Regions from separate parts of the Mus musculus genome. Here region 2 is linked to region 1. The links are chromatin contacts, called in public Hi-C maps. All regions are on one chromosome and are shown on one strand. The core of a region is the stretch at or near the end of the contact, and the rest is flanking DNA. Distances in the headings are between cores, read along the strand shown. Region 1 has its middle 57 kb from the start of B230118I11Rik. Region 2 overlaps Sh2d1a (SH2 domain containing 1A).

Region 1 (2,733 bases), core at 119-2,618:
TGAGCCATCTCTCCAGCCCTTGAACTTTTCTCTCTTCTCTTCTCTTCTCTTCTCTTCTCTTCTCTTCTCTTCTCTTCTCTTCTCTTCTCTTCTCTTCTCTTCTCTTCTCTTCTCTTCTCTTCTCTTCTCTTCTCTTCTCTTCCCTTCCCTTCCCTTCCCTTCCCTTCCCTTCCCTTCCCTTCCCTTCCCTTCCCTTCCCTTCTCTTCTCTTCTTTTCTTTTTCTTCCTTCCTTCCTTCCTTTCATTTTTACATAAGTAATTGAGGCTTAATGAAATGAACAAAAATGCTCAGGTCACCAAGCCAAATAGTTCACTCGTGCAGCAATGCAACAAATCCTGACTGACTGTTGACTCTGCCCATCAAACTCTGAGTGGAATGTTAGGAACACAATGAACAACTGAGACAAACATAAGCCCTCCCCTTCTTGACATTTTCACATAATGGGAAAGACACAGGACAAATTGGGGTGGTTGAAGTAACACGGGCGTGGGGGAGGGACTCAAATTGCCTTGGAAACCATAAAGGAAGACTCATGAGAGCGAAGAGGAAATGAACAGCCGGATTATTAGCTGAAATGCCAGCACAGCTGAGGAGAGAAAGTGGTTTGGCTGTTAACCCAAACAGCAGTTTCGTGACCTAAATGATATTTATAATTCCAAGGAGATGAAAGGAAGGCAACTCCCAGGGCCATGACCCTGGTTCCAACATTCCTTTATACTTGGTTCTTTTCTTCCTGTTCCCAGGCACGGCAGAAGGCGCCAGAGGAGAAACACTTCAGTACGTTCACTGACAACTGCTGGATTAAATCCTATACATTTGAACACACCAGCATAAGGAGCATTGAAGAGTTTTCTTCTGGTTTTACCAATGGCACCCAGAACTAAAGAGGTTGCCAGAACAGAGATTAGCAACATACCTTTTGAGTAAGGTTTACAATGAGTTGAGGTGCACAATAGATTAATTATATGTACAGCCCAGTTTGGTTCACTAATGTAATGTATCAACAAATCTATCTTAATATCAGTTGTGTTAAAAACTAATAATAATTTGAGGCTATTACATTCTGGAAATAACAAATTTGAAATGTATAAATATATAACATATATATATGATACAGCTTAGGGTAAAACAATTTTATTTTGATTACTTTTATAATTAAATTTTCTCTAGCTCCTCATTTTCGTTTTCATGAGAATGTGCTTCTGTGCACAGCTCTACGAACACAGGAGTACACACTTACTTGGAAGGGCAAACTTGGCCTCATTTGCCTGAAGGAGAAAGAAAACTGGAAACTTGTTTAGTACCCAGAGGACCTGCATTTTCCTCAGCTGTTGTCACTGTTGCTACGACAGCATTGCCAGGCATTTGGAATTCAGTCCCATCCCTGACGTTAATGGGCGAGGCTTGTCTGAGCATAACACAGTGTGTTCAAAAGAACACCGTTGCAGTCTTGATAGGGAATAGCATCTAAGCATTTCAAGGTCATCAAAGCATCTGTAACCTCAGCTCACTAAACCTTCCAAGGCAGCAACAGCAGCAGCAGCAGCAGCAGCAGCAGCAGCAGCAGCAGCAGCAGCAGGTTTCCATTGGCATCCAAATAGAGGAACCAGATCCACCTCCCCTGTCCCCTGCTTCCCTCTTTCATCTCACTCTGGTGCAATTTTCCAAAGGTAAACATGTGGATGGAGTTTGCCAGAGTGTAGAAATACAAATGAGACTGCCTCCTTGGGAGAACCCAAAAGGGCCTGCAGAGTTATAGTGAGGGACTTAGCATAAAAAGGAGAGCTTTCCAAATCACGGGCTTTGACACACGGGAGAGCTTACATGGATTATAAGTAGGGCAATAATCATTAATCTTCTCAGGGTTTAGGACAGTCGGAGGTCAAGGGGGTCAGAGCCTGCATACCAGTCACTCTCAGCTGTTTGCAATCTATTACGGATTTTTCCAATGGGGTAATCATGGAGAACACAATCCGGAAATTTGCCTTCCTTTCTCCACAGTCATCCATATCTGAATGCACACGTGGACCTTACTACCCAACTGGTTCGTGCCAATTATGTACAAGGAAGTGACCAACCAACAGGATGCCTACCTTAAAATAATTGAGGGCAATGAGAGGAGAGGAACTGCTAATACCATCTCCCAATCCTTGTCCTCACACATGTTATATAGTTATATCTATCTGATTCTGTTAGCAATATCTAAGCTAGCCACACAGTGGCCTGCATGTATGCTTTGCAAGTTGATTGTTGCTGACGCAGCAGCAGATGCCCAACATGAAGACTCAGCTGTATTTATAACCCACTTGTAGGCTCGAAAGCCATTTCATCACAGTACTTATCAATGAAAGATAATAAAGTATTATTAAATGTCTTTTAATTATGTTGTTTATGATGTTGGAAATCAAACCCAGGGCTCTATGCATGTTAGATAGATGCTCTAACATGGAGCTTCAACTTCATCTCTATATCCTTTAAAGATAATTTTTCCCTGGGTATATATCGCAGTGGTAGAGTATTTGCCTAGGATGAACAAATCCTTATGTTCGATCTTCAGCACAGCATGCATATATGAGTAAAATTTAGATTGGCATGTATTCTGAAGTGATTATAAAACACCATTTAGATTTTTTTTTTGAGACAGGGTTTTTCTGTGTAGCCTTGGCTGTCCTGGAACTCACTCTGTAGACCAGGCTAGCTCAAACTCAGAGATCTGCCTGCCTCTGCCTCCC
Region 2 (3,097 bases), core at 108-2,607, 190 kb before region 1:
CATTTTCCCAAAATGATCCTACCTCACATAATGGTGGCTAAATAAGTCTGGAACCACAATTTTCTAAAGGCTTCTAAATGAACCATCAATGACTATAGAATTGAGCATTAGTGATTGAAATATTTTGGTAGTGTATAGTATGACTGCTCTTTTTTAAACCAACCTAGATTTCAAGCACTTTTCTTATACCCAGAGAAGTAAAAACAAATAAAAGAGCTGTACCTCGGCACTCCAAGAACCTGTTTCTGTCTGGGACACTCGATATGTGTAGATGTAACCTTGATACCTGTGAAAGAGTACATGTCCATTACTAATAGTTTTCAAAAGAACAATGAATGCTCTAAACTCGATCTTACTTTTATCTAAAAAGAGTACACAAAAAAAGTTACATACACTGGATAGACATGGACAGCTTCCTGGCAGTCGCAGGAAACAAAGCCATCAGATTTAATTTGCTTGCATATTATTTCAGCCCAATTACAGTTTCCAGTGATTTTTTTTCCTTAACGTAAGGTGGATTAATATACCTAAGTATTTGTCTAGTAGAAAGACTAGACAAAAAAAAGCTATAGACCTGCATCACTGACAAAAAAAATCATAAATTATAAAACACCTTTAACACAGCAGACTCTTACTGTTTTTTAAGTATACAGCGTCTTAAGCTAAATGCGGTTGACTGAAATAAGACCGGATTAAATTAACAGTAATACTGTCAGTATAAATTATTAAAGTAAGTATATCATGCTGTGAAATATAATTATTCTTATATTACTATTATAATAAATAGTAATATACTATTACTCTACCATTGTATAACATTGCAGTATAGCAGTGATGGTAATTGAATTTTAACAAGGAGTACTGTAGCATTGAATGCTATCCAGCCTTCGAAATAATTAAATTCTGCTAGTTACAACAATATAAATAAAACTGGAGGATAAGATGTCAAATATTTCTGGCATAGAAAAACAAAAAAAAAGTATCTAACATGTTAAAGTGTTGACCTCAAAGAAATACAGAATAGGATGGTAGTTACTATGGGACTAGAAAGATGGCTGAAAAGTTAAAAACACTTATTACTCTAGCAGACAACCCACCTTCAATTCCCGACACTTACACAGTAGTTCACAACCATCTGTGACTCCAGTTCCAGGGCACCTAATGGTCCTTTTTTAACCACCGTGAACACCAAGTAAGTGCGTGGTGCACATACATACATGCAGGGAAAACACTCACACATAAAATGTGTGTGAAAATGTGTAATAGAAGAGGGATCTGCATTCAGATGTGGTAATGTGTGCCCTTAATCCCGAACCTGGATCTGAACCTAGGTGGAAGCTATGTAGGTCAGTCCACCAGTAATCCTGTGCTAGGTCACCAGGATTAGCCCTCCTGCCTTGCCCAGGCAAGGGATGCAGGCAGTTGTCCTGCTCTCATGCCCTCAGAGTTGGCTCACCCATGCCCCACTACCAGGTCCAGCTCTACTGTGCTGCCTAGGCAAAGTGTGGGGCCAGTTCTTCCAAGTGCTGCGGTTGTGTTTGTTTGTTTTTGTATCACCCATTATTATTATCTATCATCTGACTGTGCATAAGCAAATCAGACATTTTTGTTCCTACTTCACTGTGCTGGTTAGTTTCTTGTCAACTTGATACAAGCTAGTCATTTGAGAAGAGGAAACCTCAATTATGAAAATGACTCTATCACACTGGCCGGTAGGCAGATCTGTGGTGTGGGCATTTTCTCGGTTAATGATTGATGTGGAAGAGCCCAGCTCTCTGCTGGTGTCCCATCCCCTGTATGGATTATATTTGTAAAGCAAGCTGAGCAAGCCATGGGGAACAAGCCAGTGAGCAGCATTCCTTTATGGTTTCTGCTTTACTTCTGCTTGACTCTCTCTGCCTTGAACTCTTGTCCTGACTTCCCTCAATAATAAACTTGAAGCTGGAAGATGAAATAACCCTTTCCTCCCCAAGTTGCTTTAAGTTACTGTATTTATCACAACATAAAGCAAAGCAGAATACTTAGTGCCCACTGCTCGGCAACTCCCTACCCTACACCTCTCCTACTTTCCCCAGCCACACTACTCTCTCAATCTCCATGGGAACGATTTTCTTAAACTCCACATATGAGTGAAAACATGTGGTACATGACTTTCCGTGTCTGCCTTATTTCACTTAGCATAATGACTTCTAGTTATATCTACATTTTTGCAAATGACAGGATTTCATTCTCTCTATGGTTGAACAAACTTCCATTCTGTTTATGTCTCCCTTTTCTGTGCTCACTCCTCAATTGATGGATCCTCGTGCTATTTCCATTTCTTGGCTTTTGTAAGTACTATTGCAATTAATCTGAGAGTTCAAATATCTCTCCAACATACTGGTTTCATTTTCTTTGGGTGCATACTCAGGAGTGCATAACTGAATAATGTGGTAGTTCTGGTCTGTTTGAGGATCTTCTATGTTGTTCTTCATATTGAACATGGAATATTCCATATTTCCAAATGATTGCCCTATTTACGTTTTTTTAAATAATGTGTAATGTTTCCCCTTTCCCAATCCTCATTTGTACTTTACTTTCTTTGATAGTAGCTTTTATTATTTATTTTTAGTGGAGTGATGGAATAATCTAGTCACTTTGAGTTTCATTTCCCTGGTGATCAGTGTACTGAAAATTTTTTCCATTGCTTTCCTTTTGATAAAGATTTATTTTATTTCTATTTTATGTGTTTGATCTCTGTGCCTGCATTTATGTCTGAATTATGTGTGTGCAGTGCCCATGGAGGCCAGAAGAGGGCATTGGCTCCCCTGAAGCTGAAGCTATAAACAGTTGTGAGCCACTGTGTGGGTTCTGGGAAGCTAGATCAGCTCCTGTGGAAGTAGAGCCAGGGTCTTAACCACTGAGCCATCTCTCCAACCTCTCATAATTTTCTTAATAAATACTTGCCTAACAAAAATATAAAGTGACCTTTATGCTGAATTTTCAAACAAATTTTGAAATTGAATATAAATAAATTATCATGATCCCATTTAATATATTTTCTGTTGTTCTTAGGCACAGGATTTGATCAATAGGCATCCTTGGTTAGGAAATATAT

Evidence for each region. A called contact is a pair of places that touch in the nucleus more often than the background predicts.
Region 2: a Hi-C map of rod photoreceptor shows a contact between it and region 1, with 5 times the contacts expected there. The contact joins two enhancer-like sites. A contact is called at or near these places in 4 of 39 promoter capture datasets (embryonic stem cells, hippocampal neurons and liver), 1 of 484 Hi-C or Micro-C datasets (rod photoreceptor) and 3 of 9 other capture datasets (adipose tissue, liver and macrophages).

Annotation. Positions count from the first base shown.
Region 1 is chrX:42,319,291-42,322,023 of GRCm38.p6, reverse strand. No RefSeq gene overlaps it. Among named protein-coding and RNA genes, the nearest start is that of B230118I11Rik, 57 kb to the left of the region's middle. Within about 2 kb of position 1,368, at least 10 of the 459 cell types and tissues checked have an H3K27ac peak or open chromatin away from gene starts, as enhancers often do. A contact at or near this core is called in rod photoreceptor, where this site is marked.
Region 2 is chrX:42,512,476-42,515,572 of GRCm38.p6, reverse strand. Sh2d1a (SH2 domain containing 1A) reads right to left here. Exons shown (of 4, transcript NM_011364.4): 2 at 223-286. Among named protein-coding and RNA genes, the nearest start is that of Sh2d1a, 11 kb to the right of the region's middle. Within about 2 kb of position 1,357, at least 9 of the 459 cell types and tissues checked have an H3K27ac peak or open chromatin away from gene starts, as enhancers often do. A contact at or near this core is called in rod photoreceptor, where this site is marked.